2 separate regions of the Capra hircus genome follow, and region 2 is linked to region 1. The links are chromatin contacts, called in public Hi-C maps. All regions are on one chromosome and are shown on one strand. The core of a region is the stretch at or near the end of the contact, and the rest is flanking DNA. Distances in the headings are between cores, read along the strand shown.

Region 1 (6,268 bases), core at 415-2,914:
AATATATTTCTCAGAAACAAAATAGTCTGAAAAATATTGGTCTCCATGATCCTAGGAAAGTTGATCAATGTTTCTATGCTTCATTTCCTCCTTTGTACAGTGGGGGTGACAATAGTTCTTATCTGCTAGGGTTACTGTGAGGATTAAACAAGTTAATATATATGTAAAGCACTTAGAATAGTTCCTGGTACATAGTAATTACTCAACAAACCTCTTATTAATAAAGCATCCAGCAGCAGCTGGTACATAGGAGGTTCTTGTTTTTTCTCTCTAAAGAATTATAAATACGTAAGGACATGTTAGTGTTCTTCTTTTTTTTTGGCTGCTCTGGGCTGCACGTGGGATCTTAGTTCCCCAGTCAGGGATCGAACCCACCCCCCTGCCCCCACCTGCAGTGGCAGCATAGAGTCTTAATTAACCACAGGGAAGCCTCCTGTTCATTTGTTTTTCACTGACTGAATGAATTTTCTGGGGTTTTGCTTCTGACCCTGGGGATCCCAGCTGGTGAATGGGTAAGAACTGACTTCTGGAGTCATTGGCTTTCTGGCCTGGAATAATTGGCGCTTGTCCTAGTCTGGAAGGGGTGAGCAGAAAAGCCCTTGGTGTGAGAATAAGATTCAGGGGGTCAAGACTTTTGACTCTTACCTCACTCCCTGCTAAGTTAACTCACTTTTCTAGGCCTCAGTTTCCTCATCTGTAATGGGGAAAATAATGGTTCCAACCTCATAGTGTTGTTCTGAGGATCAAATATGCATTAGGTGCTTAATGCTGCCCTCATAGGATTATGAGGATAAAGTGAGGAAATACATGAAACACATGTATCCAAATAACATACAAATACGTCTGTGCAGTAGACACCTGTAACACTGAGGACAGGGCCTAGTATGCAGTGGGTGCTCAATAACTGCTGTTTTATGAAAAGCCTAACCCTGGGCCTGAGGTGAACTGAGCCTGGAGCCAATGCAGGGAGGTGGTTTGGTCCTCCCACCACAAATCAGAGAATCCAGGATAAAATGAGTTCAGAAACCCATTGACTCAAGCACTCTCACCTCTCCCCAGCTTATCAGAACTTATCATCACTAGCCTACATTTGTCTTGCGATGTTAACTTTCCAAAGTGCTTTCATAGGCACCGTCTTATTTAATCCTCACAACTACCCAAAGAGACAAGGAAGTTGCAACGCCCCCCCAACTACACAGTCAGTCACAGGCTGGACTGTGCTGGCCGCACCTCCGGCGGGGTCTGGGCCAGCCCAGCAGGGGGCGCCCTCTCTTTCTTTCCTTCTCTTTCTCTCGGGGTCTCTCAAAGGCCTGGTGTGGGACCCAGTGGGAGAGGGCTGTGAGGAGCCCAGTGAGTCAGCTGCTAAGGTATTTCTTCAGCAGCTGCGTCTCAGGCGATAAGGGTTTGCCAAGCCCTTTTCCGGGGCCTGGGAGAGGAGAGAGGCTTCCTCCAGTCTGGGCCAGGGTCCTTCAAGGATTCAGCTCCATGCAGATAAGCCAGTCCTCAGAGACCCCTTATGGGGTGCCCATAGGGAACCTGCTGAGGAAGCTCAGTTGGCCCCACTTTGTGAGTGGCCCCCACCCCACCTGCTGGAGACAGCAGCCAAGGCCCAGCCGGACAGAGCTTCCAGAGGGTGGAAGCCAAGTGGAAGGGGAGGGCGGCCAAGGGTCAGGCAGTGGAGGGGGCAGGGGACACTCAGAGAACCAGGGCTTCCTTGCTCAGGACTTCCCTGTGTGCTGGGTGGACCTCCGGTGGCGACGGTGGGCATGTCCCATCACCCCCAGGCCCACCTTCTGCTCTCGGGAGGATGCCAGAATGCCTCCCTTTAGAGAGATTTTTCCTAGTCCTGTTTCTATCTGATGGCTGGCCTCTCAGGCAGTTATGGTTTATACCATCAATTTAGAGGCAGAAGGGACCTGAGAAAACCCATGGTCCATGCCCCCTCTCCCACTTGCTAATGAGGAAGCTGAGGTCCAGAGAGGGACCTCACATAGTGAGGCGGTGATGTTGAGGGAGGGGTTCTCAACAGCTCTGGGGCTGCACAGGAATCGCGGAGCAACTTCTTCTTGACCTCTCCTCTTCCTCTGTAACCACTTTCCCAACCCCCCACCCCTGGACGGCCCCCTCTGGAGATCTCACGCCTCCTAAGCTCCAGCAAGACTCCTTGTCCCGCCTCCCTACCCCGCCCAAACTACAACCAGCTCGCGTCCTCCAGTCCACACACACAAAGCTCGGGTTTCAGACTACCTGATGGACACGACAGGTGTGGGAGGCAGGATCCTACCTACTGTTCTGAGGGGTACCCAGTTCTACTAGGGGTGAGCGTTCTTATGGGGGTGCCTTTCCAAGCAACCAGGGTGGGAAGCCAGAGAAGGAAATATTATGATTTGTTTCCCTCCTTGTTAAAAGACTTTTTCCAAGAGTCTTGCCAACATAAGCTCCCTCTCGGCGGCCACGCACAGCAGGCGCCGGTTCCACTCTCCTGCAGGAGAGGTCCCGAGCTTTCGGGGCTCGAGGTCCCGCACACCCCTCCCCGTAGGCAGCATCTCCTCCGGAAACCGGGTCTCAGCACCCGGCCCTTTAGGATTAAAGAAGGACCGGGTCCTGCCTGCCCAGCGCTGGCCCAAGGGAAGTTAACGCCGGTGCGCGGGGGGCCGCCCTGTGCCGGAATCCAGCCTGCTCATTGGTCGGATCTGTGGAGGTCTGGGCCAATGGGAGGAGGCTGCGCGAGGCTTGCAGCAAGAGCGGCTGCGAGGAGGTGGGAGGAGGGCAAGGCCCTTGGCAGGGAGGTTCCTCGGCCTCCGCGGACCGCGTGGGGCTGATAAGGGCCAAGTGTACGGACGGGGTCTGGTCTTGCGTCCCTGCCTGCACCTGGGGCAGAGGCAGAGACGGCCCATCTGAGCTTGCCCATGGGCCTGGCAGTCCTACGGTGCCCCGAGTCCCTTATCAGTTGGCCTGGCCTCAGCCCCGCACGGGGAAGTGAAGACCGAGGGGGTCTCCTCGGACATCTCCAGCTCGAAAAAGGGAGGCTGGATCCCAACTCTTTACTTCCTTTGAGGGTCTTCCAGCTCCTTCTTTCTCTCCTGAAGTCATCCTAGCTTGGGGCTCACTGATGGGGAGCGGGGTCTCTTTCCCTGGGAGAGGTGGGAAGTGAGACACTCCTGGGGCGGTAATAGCTCCGTCTGAGGTTCCTCTCGGTTCCCCAGCTCGAATTCCTTCCAGAGAGTCGATGCAGAGCGAGGGGAAAAGCTCTGGGGACACGACTGTCCGCTGAGAATGTGTATGGGAAAGGAGACCCCCCCAAGCTGCCGCAGCCTCAGAGCGCCCCCTTCTCTCAAGCCCCCTAGAACGTCGGCGTGGCTGCGCCCCCATCACGATCTTCTGCCCCTCCCCCGGTCCAGGCTGATGCAGTCTGTTTGGGGAAAGGAGGGAGGAGACCGGAGTGGGTCCAGGCTGAGCCGTGGGATAAGGATTGGGGGTGGGGAGCGGGGAATGCCGAGCCCGGACATTCCTTCCGAGAGAGTGAGCTCTGCTGAGAGACGGGAGGAGAGCCCTTCCCCTCCCCCGCAGGCTACCCCCCTCATACATTCCCGGACGGTTACTTGCCTCGTGGTCACTAGAAAATTGCCCCCATTTCAAGCTGAGGGGCCACCAGTCTGAGTCACTGTTGTGCCCTGTATGGGGGTGGGGTGAGGGTAGGGTCAAGAGAGAACAGGGAGGGACTTGGGGAAGGGAGGTGGGCCCCTGGGTACACAGTTGTCAGGCCCTCCCAGCCTTTAAGCATCACACTCCAGTCATTTGACTTCCCTGACGGCTCAGACAGTAACCAGTCTGCTTGCTGTGCAAGAGACTCCGGTTCGATCCCTGATTCGTGAAGATCCCTTGGAGGAAGAAATGGCAACCCACTCCAATATTCTTGTCTGGGAAATTCCATGGACAGAGGAGCCTGGTGGGCTACAGTCCATGGGGTCGCCATGAGTCAGACATGACCAAGCGGCTAACACACATTCATCCAGTCATTTGCGGGGAGGGGGTTGCAGGTGAGATCCAGGCGTCCTCCCAGAGCTAGACTGGAAGGCTGTCCTGGACTCAGACCCAGGAGACCCCAGTTCAAGATCCAGCTGTGCTCTGAGATCTGGGCAGGCGCAGGCGGCGTCTTCTGTCCAGGCCCGCTTCCCCTGTCTGAGTTCCTGTTAAGGCAGGGATGGCAGGCACAGGTGAAGTGCACTAGTCCTCAGAAAGTGGGCTCTTTTCCTCTGCCCTGGCCTCTCTGGGGACTATGAAGGGATGGAGCCAGTTTTCCTCATCCCTGGAGCCAGCCCCTCCCTGAGCCTTCCTGGCAGGGCATGGGGGGGTGAAGGGAAGCACATTGTTCCAAGCTCCAACCTCACTCTCATCCCCCATTCCCCACAGGCCCCGGGAAGGCAGCTGCTGAGGTTTCATATTTTCCCCCTACCGAACGAACTCTTCACCACAGAGCCCAAGTCCAAATAAGCAGAAATGCTTCCCTGTGTGTGTGTGTGCCCATGCGTGTGCGCGTGTGCACACGCTACGCAGATGTGGGCTGTGAGGTTCCTTCTTACACAGGGAAACCCCACCCCCCTGACACCACGCAGCCCGAGATCCCTACCCGTAGACACATTCAGACTGTTCCCTATAGAGCCCGGCACGGGTGCTGTTGGATCAATACACATACCCTCTCTGGGCTCACACAGGCTGTCACGGGCAGCCGCTAAGACAGAACCAACAAGAACACATTCCTCATATGTGATCAAACAGACACAGACTCCCATGTGCGCACACACTCACACGTGTGGTCACCCCAGACAGTCACGGTCACAGACGTGCTCATGCACATTCTTACAGGAACACATACATCGTCTCACACCACCACAGAACCGAATGCCGACTGTGCCAAGCCACACGCCTGAGTCATGTGACACCCCCCCCCCCCCGCCCCAGTGAAGGAGCCTTGGGATTCCTGGGCTGGCCTGGGGCTGGGACAATGAGGCCTGGGACTGGGAGAGGGCACCGCATGGGGAACGAGCTTTTCTGTGCCTGTGTGCTAGAGAAAGGAAGAGGGGAGATGGAAGGGCAGCTGGTACCCACCACAGGCTGCCACTGTGCAGAGAAGGGGCCACAGTCTCTCCAGCTCCCCCCGCCCGTCCTGTTAGGCTCTCCAACTCCCTCTCCTGACTTTGTGAGCCCATCCCTGGCCAGGCCACGGGGCCCTCAGGAAAGTGGGGAGCTGGCCTGCAGGTTCCCAGCCAGCCCCTGGCATCTTCTAACCAGGCAGCCCATGTGCTGTGGCCCAACCCTGGGGCGGGTGCCAGGTACTGTCTGGGCAGGAGGAAGCGATGGCAGTTAGTGCCGCCGCCCAGGGCTGGGATTAGCTGTGACTGGCACTAGTGAGGGCACAGCAGCCCATGGTCTGGCTGCTGGAGATGTTGGTCCATAGGCAGTGGCCAGAGGATCCCTGCGGGACAGCTCAGGACACTGGAGACCAAGTGCCAGGACTGGCACTGGGGACTGCGGGAGAGTCAGGGCGTCTAATCCCGTCCACCTAGTCATCATTTATCTTCGTTAGTGTAGTGGTGAGTGTTCCTGCCTGCCACTTATTCATCATTTATGCATTTGTTCAGGGTTTACTGAGGACCTACTGTGCGCCTGTGGACACAGAGATGAACTAAGCCCAGTTCCTGTTCACAGAAGGCTTCCTGACTAGCAGTGTGACCACCCATTTCTGAAGGTAGGTCCAAGGCTTGAACTCTCCTCTGTCTCGAACAGTCTCTACGTTGCGTCAAGAGGGATCTTCTAACATAAATATGATGATGTGACTTCCCTGCTCACTGTCCACTAATGACTCCCTTTGGCTCTTAGGATAGTTGAGAAGATCCTCAGTGTCGCTTGAAATGACCCAGCCGTGTCACATCTGGGTCTTGCTGTGTCCAGTCCTCATCTGTGTCTCCAAAGTCCAGCACCGGTCCCAGCACGTCACAGGTGCTCAGCTGTTTGCTGAGTGACTGAGCAAGTGGGTGAATAAAGGAAAGAGCCAGGGAGCAAAGGGATGGAGGCCTTTTTTTCTGCAGCTGAGCCTCCAGGAATGAACTGCCCTGAATTCCGCTCTGATGCCAGCTTGCCCCTGCTCCAGGCAGAGTTTCCATGTGTCTGGACGCCTTCCCTCAACTCCTCCCTAGTGGGGCCCATTGTACCCATTCTCCGGGTTGTTCCTTCCCAAGGCTTTCCTCTCTTAAGCTCCAGCCAGACC
Region 2 (6,559 bases), core at 3,605-6,104, 53 kb after region 1:
AGAAGCCGAGCTCTGGACACCGAAAGCCAACTCCCCAACTTCGCTCTTCTGTGGCGTTAGGGCGATTTGGGCCTCTCTGATTTTTTTGGATCACTGGGTCAATCAGTCAGCCAATGCCTCGGGAGAAGTTTAATTAAGCTCAGATCGCCGGCGCGAGCTGCCAAAGGTCTCCCTACCCGCCCCGCCCCCCGCACATCTGGTGAAAAGCTTCTCCCCAGCCCGGAGGGGCGGGCCCCGGCCCGCGCATGCGCATAGGCCGCACGCCCCGCGCCCCGCGGCAGGCTCGGCTCCCAGAACAGCGTTGCAAACTGTTGCATCAGACAGCAAGCAGCCGGCCGGGCCGCCAGGGTTTCTAGGAAGATAGGAAGGGTTTGAGATCCTTTGTGGTCTCTCGGGAGCCTTGGCCGTCACTCAAGGTGTTTACACACTGGTAACACGATCCCCTGAAATCTCACGCTTGCCCCAGTCGGCGGAGGGACTTAGCCACAGGTGAAATTCGCTGAACTTCGCTGCTCCTGCACCGCCCCCCCCCCGCCCCCCCACACAAACACACTTAAGGCACCAGACTGGACCAACCGAACTGGATTCGGTGCGCTTTAGCAGGGGCACGGCCCCTGAAGGAATGAGCGGAGTTTGATTTCTCTTCCCAACTACAAGAATGCCCCTGAGGAATTTCTCTCACTCTGTGAAAGTGCAAAACTAATTTCCCCAGACAAGCGCTATTGCCGGTTCCCAAAAGGGCTTGGAAAGATCCCCGCAGGAATATTCAGGAGTTTCCAAATCTCTTCACCCCAGCAGCTGGACATACAGACGCTGACCATCAAAACCTTCTTGGTGAGTGGACACACGTCCTTCTTCACGGATCGGCCTTCTTTGGCAAATCTCAGCCCCCGTGTTATGGAGGCTTTGGACATGAGCCAGAATGCAAAACCATGAACTCAGTGCAGACGCAACACGCATACATGTTCTCTAGATCCAAACAGCCCTGCAGCTCAGCTAATGGGAAAGTCCTTCTTAACCCTCCCTGGGTCTTCTGGTCTCTGGCCCACTCCTTCCTCAAGAGGAGAGAAGATACTCCTGTACCTGGAAGGAGTGGGATATTCAAGAAGAATGAGTATTGATTTGGAATCTACTTTCTAAAGGGATTTCCAGGGACATAATCTGAATTTTTGAATGGATTAAAACCAAGATCATTCAGTATTAATGGATTTTCCAAAAAGACAGAAAGTGGCAATTTACCTTCAGCATTCTGTCTTTGCTAGGGTGTTGATGGTAAAAATCTATTTCATTTGAATAATCTTGAGAGCTAAAACAGGGCTAGTGTTCTTCCTTCCCCTCATTATTATGGGTCATTCAGGATCACTCAGTCCCAAGATTAAACAAAAAAAAAGACCCAAAAGACTCATAAGCATTATCCCACACATCCTTTTGCCAGTTAATCACACGTCTGTTTAAGCCAACATTTTCCTTTGGACAGTGGGGTATTATGGCACTTTGGGATTTTTCACTGTACCAGATGCGCCATGAATATAGCCTGAGCTACTTTGGTCAGTAGCGATCTTATAAATTGAACGGATGACTATTGGAAATGGAAGGAACCTGGGCTAGTGGTGAAGCTGGAGCATTTCTGAGCCTTGCTTCTGAAGGTATATCAGAACCCAAACCTCCTACCAAATACGGAGTCACCACAGAGGTATCTGGGGTCACAGAATGGAACCTCAGGGAGCTGCCGTAGGCTGACAGAATTTCAGGTATGTCTGAGCACCAGTCCGCACCTGGAGGAGGAAGTCATTCACTACTATTGGGCCTCTCCAGGCACAGAAGTTGGAACCATGAGGTCAGAAGCCAGGTGGGAACGGGAGAGAGTAAACTTCTCAGCCCATGTTAGGGTCTCTGCTGTACCGCTAGGATCTATGATCATAGGCCCTGGATGCATGCTTGGAGAAAGAATGCACTGAAAGAATGAGGGAAGCAGCAGAGAGAGAAAAGGTCAAGAAGGTCCAAGAATTTTGCAAGCAGCAGCCTGGGATGTTCAGGGCTTTCTTGTTTTGGGTAAGAGGGGAATCCTTCTAGTTCAAAGACATAGGGCAAGAGAGACACAGCTATTAAGTGACAAGTCTCAACAAGTTCCTTCTGCTTTGGTTTCCCAGTTTGGAAAAAAACCTCCAGTTGGTGAGTCCAGAGTTGGCCAGTCAATCTCAAACCAAGCCTAGTGACATCATCAACTATTGCCTCATCTCAACTGAATTCCCGGAGCAAACTTCTGGAAAAGTAAGGGGTCTGAGGGAGGGTGCGTGACTGAGATTCCAGAGGACAGAAAAATCCCCCAGAAGCCACCCTTTAAAGCCATAAGCAAAGTGATAGCCCAGATGATTAGATGATGCAGACACTGAAAGTGTGATTCGTTTTCCACATTCTGAGAGCTTGCTCACAAATTGTCAACACTACACCCGGCCTAAACCTAGACAAAGCTCCTGTTCTAAAGACTTATGATCTAAATTCCTTGTGGAAAGTCTGTCTTTGAAATGTTTAAGGCACCTCATTTAATCCTCATTTCCACTTCAAGTCAGGTACCTCCTTCCTGAGAAATCCACCACATTTGAAGTTTGTAGCTGGCCTTCCTTCTGTTTTTGCTATTTACGTGCCAATTTAAAGGGTGGAGAGAGCCACATTAGTTTAAAAATAAAACACAAATAGCGAAATGAGGCTTGGTTAAAGTAAAAACCACAGAAGGGATTTTTTTTTTTCCTCTCATACTTTTCAGATTTTCCTAGAACCACCTTTATTTCCTCAGAGCCCAGGCACAGAAAGTGAGTGGGCCTCTCTGGATGCTCTTCCAAGGGAAAGCTGAATGCCTCATTCCTATTCTCCTCTCATTGCACCTTGAGGATTTGTTTTCCTGTTTCAGACAATTGAGTCTCAGACTGGGGCTCAGAAAGGCATTGAAACCCTTGTTTCACATGGGGTTTTTCTGAGCACTCTTAGAGTAGATTTTGATTTGTTTTTGCATGGTTTGTATCTTAACTATTCTGTTCAGCTGTATCAGCTTGTACATTCTGGGTGATGGGTGATAGGAATGTGGCTTTAAAGTCAGATAAATCCTGGTGGATTCCCAGCATTGCTACTTACCAGTCTTGTGACCGTACCTGTCAAATGAGAGTAATGACGCACACCTCTCGGGGCTGTAATGAGGATTAAGGAGTCAAGCAGAAAGGGCTCAGCACAAAACAAGTGCTTAATACACCGCTGCTATTACAAAAATAGATCCTTTTATTTATTCGCTCCTTCCTTAACCAATTTCCCTCTCCGGTTTTGGAGAAGGAAAGCAAGTTCATCACCCAATGGATGATTTTTGCCAATTTTGCATCACCAGAGGGTCTATAAAGGAAGGGAGACAAGGCCGAGTTTGACTTACAATGGGATGTCTCTTAATGGGATGGGATCGGTGTTCTTGCCTCTTAGGTGACCACACCAGCAGTGTAGGGACAGGGGAAATCTTGAAGGCAGATGGTTGGGGTGGCAGGAGCACACACGATGGGGAAGAGTGGTCAGGAAAAGCAGGCCCAAGGCTGAGGCGAAGGGCCAGATTGGTGCCAGCTACGCGGAATAAAAGGCTCCCACTTTGGGGTTCTGAGTCTCCGGGCCTGCAGGCGGAGGCCCGCCAGCCCCAGGGTCTGGGGATCGTGGGACCCGAGGCGCGTGCGGCAGCGCCCTCTGCCGGCCGCGCGGGGCAAGCCTCCAGTCAACGCAGCTCTGCAGGTGGGATCCCTCCCGCTGCCTCCGCCCCGGCTCCATCCCTTCAGAGGACCTCGCCGACTGGTCCTCGGCCGGATTTCGGGAGGCGCATCTCTATCTGGCACCTGTGGACTCATTAGAGAAGATGCTCGGAAACATCCGATTCATCCGAGATCGGAGGCCGCGGGAAGCCACCCAAACCCCGCAGAGGCTGTGCCCCTGGGGGCCCGGGGCCACAGCCTGCTGGGCTGTCGGAGGTGGTTTGGAAGCAGCATCGCCTTTGGCCAAGACCGCGGGGTCTGCGGACAGAGAGGAGCCCTGGGTTCGCTTTCTGCCTCATCCATTTTCCAGCTAGGTGACCTTGGGCAAGGTACTTACGTTTTCCGTGTGCCTTAATTTCCTCATCTTTAAGATGGAGAAAATGACCCCGACCTTGGCGGGTTAACCTGACGATTACACGGGATCAGACGGCCTGGGCTGAAATTGTGGCACTGGACATCAGCCAGCTGTGTGCCTGGGGCAAGTTACTTAACCTCTCTGTGCCCTGGTCCCTGCAAAATAGGGATAATAACGGTACTTACCTCCGAGGATTTGTTGCCTGCAAAGCGCTTAACACCGTGCCTGGCACAGAGTAAGCGCTCAATAAATGGTGGCTACTGTGGTTGTGGTCGTTATTATTGTTCCTAGGACCGCCGAGCACACGAGCAGAACTCTAGCTGGCGGCTCTTACTAGTCTTTCCTGGGTCCGGCTATTTCTTTGCGGGCATTGTTAAAATCTTTTACCAGGTGCTAGCTGTCCTTATCAGTGGCCGAAGGACAGCCGGCCTTCCAGAGTTTGGAAAAATAGAGGTTCCCCTGGAGGAGGGCCAAGAACGCGGCCCGCGGGCTGCGAGGACTGGACCTCCCGCGAGGATGCTCGCGCCGCCCCGCGCCTTCTCCGCCCGCGCCTCCGTTAGCGCGCGTCAGAGCCGCAGTGACGTCGCCGGGCCCCGCGGGCGGTGGGGAGGCGCGGCCTGGACGCGCGGGGAGCCGCGGACGGCTCGGGTGGACTAGCCGCGCGAGTGCCCTGCAGTCCCCGGCGACGGCCGAGGCAGCGGGAAGGCCTGGGCGGACTCTCCAGCGTCTGCCGGGCGCCTGGGCGCACCCGGGCTCCGCCTGCAGCCCCGCGCGCCCCGGACCCGCCCAGTCCCGCGCAGGGCTGACTTCCTCGCGGCCGCTCAGCGTCTGCGTGGTTCTTCCTTCCCCTCCTGTCCTCTGCTTCCCCGCATCGCCCTTCTGATTCCTTTTCGTCCCCAGCGATCCGCTCACTTTCTTCTTCCTCTTCCCTCCTGGACCAGCTCATTTGCTGTGAGTGGTTAGCAGCCACCCACAGGAGGCGCCTCCCACTCCCAGCTCCATCTGCAGCCCTCGGGACGCCCACTCTCTTCGCTGGCCTGGCCGGACAGTTCCACTTGGCTTGCCCTGCACGCATCTGCAACTCGCCGCGTCTTGTCCCTCTCAGTGATGGCAGGGCCATCAAACTAGACACCTAGCGTTCCCCTCTAAACACCTCTCCAGGCACTCTCCATTTCTTCATTCTAATTCCAGGCAGCCTGGTTTAGGTGTCCCTCTCCCACTGGTTGTTAACATACTCCCCGCACTGCCGCCTCCTTCAAATCCATCCTCTGCACACCGCCAGAGGGGTACCTAGTCATGCCTGGCCATGCCTTTCTCCGGGTAAGGCTGCCCGGACTGGGACCCCAGCCCATTCCGTCTTCAAGGACACCCTCCTCTGCCGTTTTCTATCTGACACCTTTATCCGGAGCTAGTCCTGGGTGTCGGCCCCTGCTGGGACCAACAGTATCTTTACTGCTGTGGGGCGTGATCAAGGGAATTTACACCTCCCTCCGCCTCCTCTTACTCATTCTCCAGCGCTTAAGATGTGAGTCACCTCTTGAAGACCGCCTTCCCGCTTCTGCTATCTGGCTGAGTGAAGTGTCTGTGGACCCCCAGAGCTTTCCGTCCCTGCTGCTTGAGTCATATTTGGCACGAAGGCCTGCTCTTTCAAGATGGCCTCGGAGGCTCTGCCTGGCCTCTGCACCACCCCCCACCCCACCCTCTTCCCCCTCTGCTCTGGCCACACCGGGATCTCAGTTCCCAGCTTCTATGTTCACCTTTCCATGTCAGCATCTTCGTACAGCCTGTTCTCTCTGGCTGGTGTGCCCTTCTGTCCTTCCTCACCTACTCCGTGTCTGGCTCTCATCCTAAGTAAGCATCATTTCCTCAGAGACCTCTTCCCTGACCCCTCACTATCCGCCCCCCCCCCCATTCAGTTGAATTCTCCTTTGATAGATCAAACCATATTAGAAAAAAAAAAAACCCTACAGAGATTATATCCTTAACACCTGTTTGTTCTATACCGCTCCCCTGGCACCCCCCTCCTTGCCAAAGTTTAACAATTGCTATTTTTTCTTCAAATCTCTTCCCCCCCCCTTGATTGGGTTATAGTTGATTTAAAATGTGTTCGTTTCAGGCGTACAGCAAAGTGACTCTGTGATGCATATATCCACGCTCTTTCAGATTCTTTTCACATATAGGTCGTTACAGAGTATTGGGTAGACTTCCCTGTGCCCTACAGTAGGTCCTCATTAGTTATCAGTTTTATATAAAGTGGGCTTCCCCACTCAGCAGTGAAGAGTCCGCTTGCAATGCAGGAGCCGTAGGAGACACAGGTTCAGTCTCCGGGTGGGGAAGATCCCCTGGAGGAGGGCATGGCAACCCACTCCAGTATTCCTGCCTCGAGAGTCCCATGGACAGAGGAGCCTGGCGGGCCAGTCCTGGGGCT

What was found. Hi-C and Micro-C count contacts between places; a contact is called where the count stands out from the background.
Region 2: a contact with region 1 is called in a Hi-C map of blood, with 3 times the contacts expected there. The contact joins two enhancer-like sites. A contact is called at or near these places in 3 of 5 Hi-C or Micro-C datasets (all in blood).

The regions. Positions count from the first base shown.
Region 1 is chr15:6,679,082-6,685,349 of ARS1.2, forward strand. All of the region lies in intron 1 of CREB3L1 (cyclic AMP-responsive element-binding protein 3-like protein 1), which reads right to left. Among named protein-coding and RNA genes, the nearest start is that of CREB3L1, 16 kb to the right of the region's middle. Within about 2 kb of position 1,665, at least 4 of the 5 cell types and tissues checked have an H3K27ac peak or open chromatin away from gene starts, as enhancers often do.
Region 2 is chr15:6,728,502-6,735,060 of ARS1.2, forward strand. No RefSeq gene overlaps it. Among named protein-coding and RNA genes, the nearest start is that of CREB3L1, 33 kb to the left of the region's middle. Within about 2 kb of position 4,855, at least 5 of the 5 cell types and tissues checked have an H3K27ac peak or open chromatin away from gene starts, as enhancers often do.